Regions from separate parts of the Mus musculus genome. Here region 2 is linked to region 1. The links are chromatin contacts, called in public promoter capture Hi-C maps. All regions are on one chromosome and are shown on one strand. The core of a region is the stretch at or near the end of the contact, and the rest is flanking DNA. Distances in the headings are between cores, read along the strand shown. Region 1 overlaps Ago2 (argonaute RISC catalytic subunit 2). Region 2 overlaps Ptk2 (PTK2 protein tyrosine kinase 2).

Region 1 (7,248 bases), core at 7-2,506:
AACCACATCCCATCACTGAGGGAAGGAAGGGTAGGAACACAACAGAAAACATGGAAGAACAGTACTTGCTGCTTGCTCAGCTAACTAGCTTGCTTATGTACACTTTTGTGCTTTTGTTTATTCTAACCGGCCTGGAACTCATTATGTAGACAAGACTGTCCTGACTTCAGAGATCTACCTGCTTCTACCTCCTCAGTGCTGAGGTTAAAGGCATGCACCAATATATCCACTTCAGCTTGCTTTCTCAGTCAGCCCAGGCCCACTTGTCTAGGAACGGTGCTGCCCCAAGTAGACTGAGCCTTCTATATCACACAGCAAAATGAGGATGTCCCACAGACATGACACCAACAGGCCATCTGATTGAGACAACTTCTTCATGGAGGTTCCCTTTGCCTAGTTGACTCTAGCTTATATAGATTTGATAGTAAATTATAGTCAAGTCCCTACATAGGGACCGCTTGGCTTGGAATCCATCATGATCTCAATGCTCCTGAAGACTTATGGGCTTGCGCAGCAGAGACAGTTGCCACTTGCTTGCTTACTGAGAGGAAAGGAAAGACAAATGGAGCAAGCACTCACTTGAGTCAGACCAGAACTCCCTGAGCTCAGTACTGCACAGTACCCAGCAATGCTCCTTCCTTCCTCCTGTCAACTGTGGGTCCTGTACTAAAGGCCTCATGTGAAGAGTTTGATACACAAGTACCAGAAATAGTGGCTTTTTATTGTGGCAGGACAGTATCTGTCTGTCTGTCTAATCTGGATCAAAGTCTTATTATTCTGCCCTATCTCTCTCTCTCTCTCTCTCTCCCTCTCTCTCTCTCTCTCTATGTATGTATGTATGTATGTATGTATGTATGTATGTATGTATGTATGTATCTATCTATCTATCTATCTATCTATCTATCTATCTATCTATCTATCTACCTGCCTATCTGAATCGAAGTCTTATTATTCTGCCTGCCTGGATCCACCTGCCCCTGCCTCCTCAGGGCTAGGACTAAGGGTGTGCAGCACCATCATGCTTGACCTTGCCCAGATTTAACAGTCTCTACCAGTTTACAATGTTTTAAAAATATATGTAGAATTCTAGCGCAGACAGTTAAGTTGTGGGGATTCTGGTACTCTGAGCAGTGGAGCTGAGAATGACAGGCCCGGCCTTCCTACAAGGGAGAAGCACTGGGAAGGATCGAAAGCCCAGGGGGATGGACCGAGAGGCAACAGGGTTTGAGGTCACGTAAGTACATTGTGGAAGCTGTCAACACAGCTCTTGCAGAACACAGCACTAGAGACTCGGCCAGAAAGAACTGAACCAGACAGGGCAGTGTACTCCTAGGGCAATGAATATCTGTTCTAAAGAGGAGAAAGTTGCAGCTTCTGCCCTAAATAGGAAGCAAATGTACTTTATTGCATGTCTTCAGCCTGTGGTCAAGGCAAGTAAGTCGATTCTCCAGCACTTCAGATCTTAGAAAGGCCCAGGGCAGGTAAAAATTCCCAGTCTGCCTTCATATCCCCTGGCCTGACTGAGGCTCTATCCTCACCCAGGTCTCCACTGCCCAGGCCTATATTCAAAACTTCCCTCCTGCCTTCCCCCATCCTGAGACCTGACACCTCCTAAGACACAGACCACACCACCACCATCCGCCTTCCCACTCTGAGCAGCCGACTGACAGAGGCAGAGAGGATGGCAGAGCGGCCCACCTGCTGGAACTGGCCCTCGGAGACGCCATCGCGGTAGAAGATGATGCGGGTGGGCTTGAAGCGGGTGGACTTGTAGAACTGAATGAGCAACTCTCGTACCATGGCAGCCAGGTCCTGGATGATCTCCTGTCGGTGCTGCTGCACGCGCACGGTGGCACAGTAGCGGTTGGGGTGTGCGTCCATGCTGCCCACGACCTGTGGACAGACACGGTCAGCAGGGGACAAGGGCTCCAGGTGTCCCTCTTTTGGGTCCAGCTGGAGATTGGCCTATAAGAAGCATCTCCCAGTGTCCCTCACAGCAGATAGTACTGCTAGCTCCCTTCTCAAGATGGGATACTTGCCCCATGGTACACGGGAAAAAGGCAACCTTGAGCCTTACTGTGTCAGGGGGTTGGGTTACCTGTAAAAAGCAACTGGGGGGGGGGGGTGCCTCTAGATTTTTTAGGAGCAAACACGTCTCCAAATTGCCTTATGCCCATCAAAGAGTTAGCATCCCCAGTCTTAGATCCCTAGGAAGGTCACAGCCCCGTGAAGCAACTTGGCTGTTTTAGGGCTCATCTGAAGGAGCAACCAGAGAGTCAGAGCCCCACAATGCTGCCAGGATTCTGAGGTTAGGGGACCAAAAGTAAACGGATCAGCTACAGCTAGGGCCTGCCCACTTCCAGGCTGGGGAAAGCACTTCCTTATACCTTGAAAGCACACAGGGAAGAGCCCTGGACTTCTGGGAAGCAGGTGGCTAGCTACTCCTCGGAAAAGCTTACAGAGCATCGTCTCTAAGCCTTGCCAAACTCCTTGTTCAAAAAATATTTCAAGTTGGCATAAATAGAGATAAATCAACATGAACAGAAACCTGTCCTATTGATGGAGAATCGAGGGGACCAGGAATAAGCATAGATTTCTGCTCTTTAGAATTTGATAAGCCTGGTTCTGATCTTGGTTGTCAACTCACCCACAGCTGGTATCAACCCAAGCCACAGCAGCTGATGAGGTAAGCTTCTGAGGGATTTTGCCGAATCATTAAAGGTGGGGAGACCCACTAAAATCCGAGTCACACCTCTTTCTTAGTGGCAGCCTTCGACCTTTTGCCTGCTTGCTGTTGGCAAGTTTGTCTATTCCTGTTACTGCAGGCAGGTTCCAACTAGACTGAAGACCAGCAGCTTCCAGTTCTCCTGGACTCTAGAACTGAACTGGGACCGCAGAGACCTCCAGTCTTTTTTTTTTTTTTGGTTTTTCGAGACATGGTTTCTCTGTATAGCCCTGGCTGTCCTCAAACTCAGAAATCCGCCTGCCCCTGCCTCCCTTGGGATTAAAGGCATGCACCACCACACCCGGCGAGACCTCTAGTCTTGTAGACTGAACAACTACAAATTATTCTTGGCCTTTGTTTTAAGACTGCATCCTCTAAGTCAATCCAATGAACTGTGTGTATGCGTGTGCACGTGTGTAACTAATGCATTTGCCTAAGTCTCCGAAGCCTACAGAGAGGACCCTGCACACAGTGACTCAGAGAAAACAAAGCCAACAATGACCAGGTAGAGCCCAAGACCTGGGCCAGACCCCAAGCACATTGGCTGTTCGGGTCTTTTCTGGCATTAGAGATCCTGACCCTGGATACTACCTGAAAGCCACAGCCAAGAACTATGCATAGCACACATGATGCAAATGGGGTCTCATCCTATATCATATCCCATACTCTACCCCTTTAATCCGGATTAAATAAACAGTGATGTTAAGTCTGGTTAGCACCTACTATACACACACACACACACACACACACACACACACACACACGCACGCACGCACGCACGCACGCACGCACGCACGCACGCACGCACGCACACGCATGCCAGGGCACTGAGCTGACTGCAGCACATGTGAAAAAGCTCAGAAAGATTAATTGTAGGGAAGTGGTAGAGAACGGTTTGATGCTGAGGCTCAGCTGGGCATGACGCTGGTACTGCCATGCCAAGTAAGAAGTGCGGGAGCCTACTCAGGGCCTTTTGGTCCCACTCCCCAGGTGAGCACTTCTTTGAGGCACTTGAACAACCAGTTAGAGAAACTGATTGGGCAAGGTGGGCATTTGTGAGGGCAGGATCCATGGTTCAGACAAACGATCCAAAAGAGCTGTTGTTTCCTTTCATATGCTCAACCACCCTGGCTCTAGAACCCGGTATTCTTTAACTAGAGGAGTGGTAAGAGGACACCCATTGCACTCTGCACTCCAAACCCCACTACAGAAGTCCATGCCTGTCCACTGTAACATGACAGGCCAGCCTACTGAGAGTGGAGGGAGTGGATGCTAAGTGGTTGGCCAAGGCTACCTTGATGGACATGGAGAAGCCAGAGGTAATGTTCCCATCAGATGCACCACAGAATGCAGAGTAGATGGCAGCCCACACACCTGTGACATCATCAGGTTCACCCTATCACCTATTTGCCGTTAGATCATGATTAGACCAGCCAAGCAAGTGGTGACTTCCATGTCTTTCTCCTCCACATACCACTGCAAACAGACCACAGACACTCGAGGGGCAATGGTCCCACCAAGCAACATGATACCAGCAGAGAGGCCAGAGGAAAAGAGTGGACACTCACGGCAGCAATAGAAGGTTTCTTCCCATCCCCAGCTGGTGGGTGGGTGACATCGGCTCCCAGGAAGATGACAGGTTGCTGGAACACTGGAGGCCTACAAGAAAATGGGTGTTTGAGGACCAAGCTTCAGAGAATGCATGGATGCCTGGCAACAGAAGCTATTCCTACCCGTCTCTGGGAGGCAACCCTAGCTCTAACATGGGTATTTTTCAAGAGATCTTCCTGACTCTACCTCAGTGCCAGGGTGACAGGCATGTACCACCAAACCCATCTGGTTTATGCTGGCCTTGAACCCAGGGCCTTATATATGCCATGCAAGTTCTTTACCAAGTGAGAGACCTCCCCCGCCCCCAACAGAATTGTTACCCTTAATGATACACACAGAAAGCCTATTGGATTAAACAATGATGTCTGTTATGCACTTGAGAAAGAGCCCGAGAAGGTGGGACTGAGAGCCGAGTACGTAGCTGGCCTGGTTGGGCACTGGGGGTGCCTTGTTCTGTTGAGGGGAGGGACTGCCAGAGCCCAGGAGTTTGAGTAGCATCCTGGGTCTTAACCACAGAATACATTCCCAATTCCCACAACCCCGCCATCTTCTTCCATGGCCATCATTTCTGGCTGAGACCTTCAGGCGGAATGCTCACTACCTGAGTGGTGGCATGTGTGGTGAGGGAAGGGGAAAGAGAGATAATGATAGCTCTCCATGCAGCACCCTAAAGACCAACAGGTTCCTGCATTGTAGGAGCCGGGCTTAGCATACACTGTTCACAATAGGAGCAGTTACGTCTTTATTCCCATGGTGACTGCTCTTCTAGAAGTATACACAGAGGCTGGTGGCTGCCAGAGAGGGTATGCAGCATGGTCATCAGAAAGGGGTTTACCCATCCCGTCTGCCTTCCTGAGACTTTTTCCTTTCTCCCCTTTATTTTGACACACAGTCTCATGTACTTCAGACTGGACTTGGATGTCCAGTCCCGCTGCCACGACCTCTCAAATGCTGCAATCTTAAGTGTATGCCTCCACATTTTGTGCCAAAAGAAACTTGATTATTCTGAAGGTGGCCTGGGACTATCACAAAGAACCAAAGGACAATTTGACACTCTGGGCAAGGAGAGGTAGCCAGAAGGGCATCTTTGTCCCTAAGTGTGTGAAGTCCAGACAATATTCTCTGTGTGAGGCCCTAGATCAAGAGCAACCATGATACGAGCTGAATACCACATCTCTGTGAGGTGACGTCCCATTTGTGTGAGGTGTGGTGCACTCAGAGGGGAGTGTGTCTATTGCACAGTGTCATCTCCCAATCAAAGTCAGGCACAGTAGAGACCTGTGTGTGTATGTGTGTGTGTGTGTGTGTGTGTGTGTGTGTGTCCACAGCAGGATTTCTCTTCAGCACCCATTCAGGATATAACCATGTAAGAAAGAAAGTGCTTCCTACATGCCAAGCATGTTCATCTATGTGCCCTTTCCAGGGAGAGGATGGCAAGTGTTCCTTTACTCTCCACTGTGGTTGCAACCACCCCTGGGGGCCTGCACCCAGCCTCAGACTTAGGGTGCCACTTCTAAGACACAGGCGTCTGTGGCACTGTGGTCCTGCTAACCACACTTGAGATGCCTGTGCCTCTTGGCCTCACTTTCCTTGCTGAGGGGAGCTGAGAGGTACACCCAGAGATCCTGATCACCTGCCCGGCCACCATGAGGCCACCAGGTACAGCTGTGTAGCAGCTGTGTTTCTACACGTGGGTGGATGTGACTCACTTGCCACAAGCAAGGCACACCTGCGCTCAGCTTCCTCTCATCTGCAGCCCAGCGAAGCTTCCTTCCCATGAGCCCAGCCTGCCAGGGCCTCCCAGGCTCCTCCTAACTCAACTCATGCTGCCATGGCAACAAGATTCCCCTTTCAAGGTCTCTAGTGACTTCCTCCATTGCTGGGTCCAATAATCAGGCCGCACAGTGCAGCTCATTGGCATTTTGTGATGCAAGACACACCTCCCTGGGCACTGTGACTCAGGTGCCTCCCCTCCTTGCCTTCTTTTTCTATTACCAGTGTCCCTGAACTTTTACCCTGGGCACAGGGCTCAGATCTCCTTGTCATTCACTCAAGGATGCTCATCCAGTCTCAGGGTTCCTGTGCTCTGACAATGAGTGTCCCCAGAGCTCAGCTTCCCAACCCGGGCCACACCTCCTTCAGGAAGGCCCTGTCTTTGACACTAACTAGACCAAGAGCATGAGACAACTGCCTTTCTCCCCTTTAATCTCTTTAACCTGTCTACCTATCCTTATCTCCAAACCATTGGGGTTCCTCATCCTGCCGGTCCCCAACTTCAGCCCGGTGTAGCCTGGCACAAGAGGCCTCCAAATCTGTTCTAAGCCAGACCCCACAGCACAGGCCTGCCCATTATTCTCAGTGTCTATAGACAGTTTCCTCAGCCAAAGCTATTACTATGGTCGCTCTCTTCTTTTGTCCTTTTGTTCAAAGGAGGGGAAAACATTAACTTGGACCTTGTCCTCTAACACCTAGGGTAGCACACTGACTGTGGGAGGCACCCGAGGAAGGCACAGTTCCACATTCCCAACCCTTAGCCCTATGGGGCGTGTGGGCCAGCACTTGGCCTCAGTTCCTGGCCCATCAACAGCAGGTCCTACAGGGAAGGACTTTCCAGCCCCAAGTGCTTTAGCTTTGATCCTAGCAGTAAGCTCCCAGCCCCAAGTAAGCAGAGTAGAAAACACTGGAGTCTACACTGCAGTAAAGCTCCAGGGACCCGCTGCCAAGTCTGTGGAAGCCCATTCCTGACCTGTCCCGAGGCCACTCACTCTCCCAACTCTTCAGTGGAGACTGCTGGCCCTGGCACAAGGAGCAGGGTGACAACAGCCCCATACCAGCCTTCAACTGTTAGGGACTCCAGCCCTAACAGTCACTCATCCCTGATGCCCCTGGTTCTGAGGAGCCCAGGACTTATG
Region 2 (6,230 bases), core at 112-2,611, 110 kb after region 1:
AGACAGAGTACAGCTTCACTGCTAAAAATCTGTTATCAGTAACAGGACAGTGATCTGCATCTATGAAAATCTGGAACATGGCATATTTTGACAGTCTTAGATAACTTTCTTGTGTTTTACAGAAAGGTCATTCTATTCCATATCATGAATGTCAGCATGCCTTGATGTCTTTCAATAAAATGTGGGAGGCTCCAATATAGAATTTGGGACCAACTCTGGGGACAGTGCAGGCAGGTGCTTACCGGACCCTGAAAACTCCCGTCTTCCCTGTCGATGCTGCCTCGAGAGAGCCTCACATCAGGTTTCTGAAGATCAAAACAAAGGCCAAAATAATTTCATTAATATGTGTATGTTACTGACATATTCACCCTCTACAGCAGCAGCTTCCGGCTGGTCTTCTCGCCTGTACCCAACATCATCTCAGTGTCACTGTGACACTGCTCCCAAGTGGCAACCACTTCTTGGATCTGTGATGGTAAGCCCACCATTGTTTCTTTCGGTGTTGGTAATGTAACTGAGGCTCATGAACATGTGAGACATGTGCTCTACCACTGAGCTTATGGTTAGCCCACAGTGTCAATCTTTAGGTGATCTTAAATGATTTCTATCTGAATTCTGTAAATATTAATAACTCTAATTACATATTTATTTAGTGTGTATGTGTGAGTGTACATGTGCATATGCACATACTGTGGTGTGTGAGAGGAGGTCAGGATAGCCTGAGAGAGTTGGTTTTCTTCCTAAACCACGTGGGTCTCAGGGATCAAGCTCAGCTCCTTATCAACTGCTTTTATCCACTGAGCCATTTTGTGTGCCCCTTCTTAATTTTCTGGTTAGGGCCCTACATTTTTTTTTTTTTTTTTTTCCTGTTCAGAGCCATGTGGACTGGTCAGAGCGGCTTCTTATGGCTGGAAGGAGATCTGCTGTGCAGTTTGGGGTCTTGCACTGTTTTCATTTGTTGCTTCCACCTGTGGGGCATTGAATCAGGATTGAGGGATGCAGCAACAAACAGCTTAAAATCTGGCCAAATAGGAAATTTTGGACAGTACTATGAATAGAACTAGTCAACTTCCAGGTAACAGAGTCTATGTGCTCACAGTAGGGAAGAGTGTAGCTCACAAACGCTGCCCAGTTCACCACAAGGGGACATCATGGATGTCTTCATAGAAACTTGGATAGACATTTTTTTTTTTTTTTTTTTTTTTAGGATGCCAGAGTTTATAAGGCAGCCTGGGCCAGTCAGACAGCTCAAGGCTCATGTTGCCAGAAAATGCAGAGAGCTTTCTCCCTGGAAGCCTGTAAGGGAGGGGGAAGGGATTGCCACAGTAGGCTATTCTCTGGCAGGCAGCCCTTTGCTACTATTCCCTAGTTCCCTCATTGGTTTTCCTTCATTCGGACTGAGTGGGTCCTCTGTGAGAGGAACAGAGTAGGCTTTATGTAGTCAGGGCTTCCACATTTAAACTATAAAAAGTCCCCTTTTTAGTACAATTCTGTTCGTACAGTAATAAGAAGCCTAGTCACTATTTTTAAGCAGTGCTCAGAGGAAAACAAGGCTTCTCATCAGACTGCAGCTCCAGCAGCCCTGGCTGCTAGCACTCTGGCAAAGGAGTCCAGTAGCAATTACAGTAGGGATTCACATGCACAGGGCATCTGAGTAAGGCCACAATCTTGAGCTGGGGAAAAGAGAGGGGACACGGCAGAACAAGGAGCATTTGCTGTCAAGAGGGCATGTGACCTCAGGCAGGATCTGTTGTCCTCAAAATTATCCTGTGCAGGACCATGATCTGACAAGAGACCTCTGACCCACCCAAGCAATTGGTAAATGATTCAGTGGATGACAGTAGCCGCAAACAGCAGCTACTTCCAAACCTAGTAGGAGTTCTGGAGACCTAAGTCTTCCAAGAACAGTTACTGTGATCTAGTGGAAAATAATTCAAACAGTACTATAAATAGAATTGGTCAACTTTGAGGTAATAGACTCTGTCTGCTCATAGTAGGGAAGAATGCAGCCCACAAATGCTGCCCAGTTTGCCCAGTGACACAGTGGATGTCTTTAGAAGCTTCTACAGAAACTTGGACAGGATTTCTTTCTTTCTTTTTTTTTTTTTTTAAAGATTTATTTATTTATTATATATAAGTACACTATAGCTGTCTTCAGACACACCAGAAGAGGGAGTCAGATCTCGTTACGGATGGTTGTGAGCCACCATGTGGTTGCTGGGATTTGAACTCCGGACCTTTGGAAGAGCAGTCGGGTGCTCTTACTCACTGAGCCATCTCACCAGCCCAGGATTTCTTTTTAAGATGCCAGAGCTTATATGGTGGCCTGGGTCAGTGAGATAGCTCAACAGTGAGAGGGCTTGTGATAAACCTGAATCTGAGTTTGCACCCCCCCCCCCGCGCCCCCAAGTTCCACTATGGAAGGAGAACCAACTTTTCTATGTATATACAGTGCACATACACATGAAAACATTTCAAAGAAATAACAAGATTGGGCTTGTATATTTCACTAGAAATGTCATTTTTCTATTGATTTTTTACTTCATGGGAGGATTGATCTCTAGTGGTCTACACACTTGATAAGACCCTCCTTTTCTGCAGACATACTACTCTGAGAGAAACATACTACATTCAGGCTGCTGGAACCTTGCCGATCCAACAGAGGGCAGCTCCAGTAATGTCTTTTAGCATAGTCTCTTTAAAGTCGCTACAAACTCTCGCTAGTGCCTCTGGTTCAGCAGTCGCAGGTATTCAGGGATTGGACAGATGAAATGTGCTCCAAGAAGATAACATGGCTATGGTGCAGGAGCCCACAGGCATGTGCAGATGAAAGCAGATGGGAAGGGCCTTCTGTAGACACACAGTTCTCTCCTACTCAAACATCACCACACTCTTCCACTCTCACATGCATTTCTGCTTATGGGCAGGTGCATACACCCAATGGCCTCCCAAAGGGTATCTGTGCCCAGACACATGACAATCTGTCAAGAGCAATCTGACAAGAAAATGCATGAAAGAAGCTCTGTTTACTGACTCCAGTGCCCAGCACTTTCTATGCTAAACATAGGGCCTGGTTGGAATGAAATGGGCACAGACTGATTCCAGGATACCTCAGTTTAGCAGGGACAACACATAGAAAGAGTGACAGCATTTCAGAGAACATTACATTGTGATTTAAACAGGCCAGTAGAGCTTGCTTGTCACTCATCTAACAGCCTCTCTCCACCACCCACTTGTAGCTTAAGAGGGAAGCCCTCAGGCTTGTCTGCTTCCACTTGGTGCTCTTCTGTGCTACCCATCTCCTTCCAGGCTACACATGGAAATGAATGCAATTGCAGACAGCACTCTGAAGACAGCGAGTGGCAGGAGATACTTTGGTGTTTTGTTTTGTTTTTTTTAAACCAGATTAGGATGGGACAGTGTCCACTCTGTGCCCCACCCTGTATGTTCACCCTGGGGCTCTGCACCTGTTCTTTGAATCTCCTCTTCGGATTCTTTTCAAAGCACTTAACTTCTCCTCTCCTTCTCTGTCTACTGCTTCATTAGTTTGTCTCTTTCTCCTCACTGCACCTGGCTTACTGATATGCAGTTACTCATCAGTATATGCTGAGAGTGGATGGGCCTGTGAAGAGCCTGACATAATCAGTGAAGGTGTGAGGATGGCAGCACTCAGAACCAAGAGGATCTGGTCTCAGTGAATGTGGGAGAAAGTAAAAAAGCAGCACCGCCTCGGCTTTCCACGGCTGAGTGTATAAGGGAAATGACATGAAAACCACAGAGAAAGGTAACGGAGTTAGCTCAGAATCTGGCAACTTTGATGTGCTGAGAGAACAGCTAAGAGGAGTGGGGAGGGGGAAAATGGGGGCAAGGGGAGGAGAATGTTTTGAAAACACCAGCACTAGGATATCACTACTCAGTGAGTGTAAATCAAAATTCTGAATGAATTAGTACAAAAGCCCAACCCAGGAGCTGTAAGCATGTAGGGATGTTGCAGAAGGCAATCAAGCCTCTAAGATGCTTCCACTGGACTTGGTAAGCCTTTCCAAAGCTTCTACATATGAGTAGAATGTTTAATATATACAATCATGTTTCACGGAGAACATACTTTTAAATAAAAGCAGGCAAAGAACAAAAGGCACAAGCAGGCAATTCTTTAGGAGAAAAACATATAGGGTAACAAGAACTGAAAACGAATAAAGAAAAGAAAACACAAGCTTTGGGATTGGGTCTCACATTATAGCTCCAGTTGGCCAGGAATAGCAACATGGCCTCACCCTGCTAAGTACTAGGATTATAGGTGTGTGACTTTTTTTCCCTTCCCTATACTGGGGGCTAGACCCAGCATTTTACACATGCCAGTCAAGCACTTACCACTGAGATGCAGCCCCAATCCAATTTTAAAACAAACAAACAAACAAACAAACAAACAAACAAACACAAACAAACAGGGTGACAGGCAAAGGCCTGTGATCTCAGTTAATCTGAGGGAGAAGGGTTACAACCTTAGGATCCTAAGTTACACACTGAGTAAATAGAAGGCTAGCTTGGACAATTTAGTGAGACCTTGTAACAGCAGCAGCTAAAGGCCTAACTAACAATAGAGTGTACCACACAAAAATGCACAGTGTGGCAGCTCAGTGCCAAGGAGGAACTAAGACAGTTGAGGCTCTATATAGACAGCCGGCACTTTATTCAGGCAGTTAAAGCAGGTACCTCCTCAGAGATCACAGAACTATACAGGATAAGTTAGAATTGAATTGTGAAGCTATCCCACTTCAGCAGGCCTTGCTGCTACATACAGAGGGAGACGCTTTAAGGCAGACATTATAGTCAGGGGTCTGGGCATGCGTTACTTAGTTCTGCACATGGGCTATGCACACACACTTGGAGCTACCTGGAGGCTGGAGACATCCTGCACAGAGCATGAGTTAGACTTTACCAAAAGTTACCATGTATTTCAGGATGAGGTGCAGTGTATGAAAATAATCTCAAAGAAAGAGTAAGCCTGTAGAATACAGGCACCTCTGAGCCTTCTGATGAGAATTCCCCAACTCCCACAGAGACCAGCTTGGGTCACATCTGGCTAAACTAGTCCCATGACCCCACATCAATACCCACGCTCTTCCCACTGCCTGGAATGTATTTCCTGTGCCTGTTTGCTGTGCAAATTCCAGCTTTTCTTTTAAGACTGAGTTCACACACTGTCCAGACTCTCGTGTCTGCCCAGCACCACAGGAAGCACAGAAACTCGTTTTCTTTTGACCCTGTTGACAGGTTAGCCTGGTGTCAACACAAACCTCTACTTACTGGAGCCATAGTAGCACACCTGCACTGAGACCCATTAGCAAGTCAAATAATTTCATTTTTTAAAATGCAAACAAATGTGAGTATATGGTAGGGAGGCTTTCTGGATAAAAAAAAAAAAGCTTAAGACATAAGACAAGCAACAATTGGTGTATTCTTAAATTCATTTCCAAATTGAGCACCCACATTAAGAAAATTAAATCACAACTAATACTGTTAAATTATTATTTTGTGGCATGACTTACAGGAAACTTTTTCTCTAAAGGGATATAAAGTGCAAATCCATGTGATGAGGGGCCTGACAGCTCAGCACAGTAAACCCCAGCTCCACAAAGAACCCCAGTGCTGACACGCCTACTGATCTGCATCTGCACCTCACCTCTGTGAGGAGACACAAGTCTTACTCCCAAAATCTAAGCTTGCATTTTTTAAGTTTAAATGCATGTGATATAGCAGTAAAATCTGACTGAATAGAAGACATTTTAACTTTGTTATTATCTTATCTTACTATTATTATTATTTTATCTTTATTTCTCTGTAAATGTATTTATATTTTGTGTAGAAATATTATTGGTTGACTCTGGGAGTTTAATGGAGAATTATAGAATAATAAGTGTGTCATACACTAGTTTTCTAGTTAAAAGGAATCACAATGAATTCTGAGGCACACATGGCCCCTAAGAATTAGACAAAAGGAGCCGGGTGGTGGTAGCGCACGCCTTTAATCCCAGCACTCGGGAGGCAGAGGCAGGCGGATTTCTGAGTTCGAGGCCAGCCTGGTCTACAAAGTGAGTGCCAGGACAGCCAAGGCTACACAGAGAAACCCTGTCTCGAAAAACCAAAAAAAAAAAAAAAAGAATTAGACAAAAGGATTCAGAATATGTCCTAACTGTACAGGGTGGCTGGCTATGAAAATTGAATAACTT

The links. Capture Hi-C pulls out chosen DNA fragments and counts their contacts.
Region 2: a promoter capture Hi-C map of adipose tissue shows a contact between it and region 1. The contact joins two enhancer-like sites. A contact is called at or near these places in 2 of 484 Hi-C or Micro-C datasets (cranial neural crest and nephron progenitors) and 2 of 9 other capture datasets (adipose tissue and pancreatic islet).

Annotation. Positions count from the first base shown.
Region 1 is chr15:73,112,010-73,119,257 of GRCm38.p6, forward strand. Ago2 (argonaute RISC catalytic subunit 2) reads right to left here. Exons shown (of 19, transcript NM_153178.4): 14 at 4,294-4,384; 15 at 1,699-1,893. Gm31725 (a long non-coding RNA gene) reads left to right here. Exons shown (of 2, transcript XR_384166.4): 2 at 1,543-3,476. Among named protein-coding and RNA genes, the nearest start is that of Gm31725, 7.2 kb to the left of the region's middle. Within about 2 kb of position 1,257, at least 4 of the 459 cell types and tissues checked have an H3K27ac peak or open chromatin away from gene starts, as enhancers often do. A contact at or near this core is called in adipose tissue, where this site is marked.
Region 2 is chr15:73,221,565-73,227,794 of GRCm38.p6, forward strand. It overlaps Ptk2 (PTK2 protein tyrosine kinase 2), which reads right to left. Exons shown (of 35, transcript NM_001358046.1): 29 at 243-305. Among named protein-coding and RNA genes, the nearest start is that of Mir151, 30 kb to the right of the region's middle. Within about 2 kb of position 1,362, at least 76 of the 459 cell types and tissues checked have an H3K27ac peak or open chromatin away from gene starts, as enhancers often do. A contact at or near this core is called in adipose tissue, where this site is marked.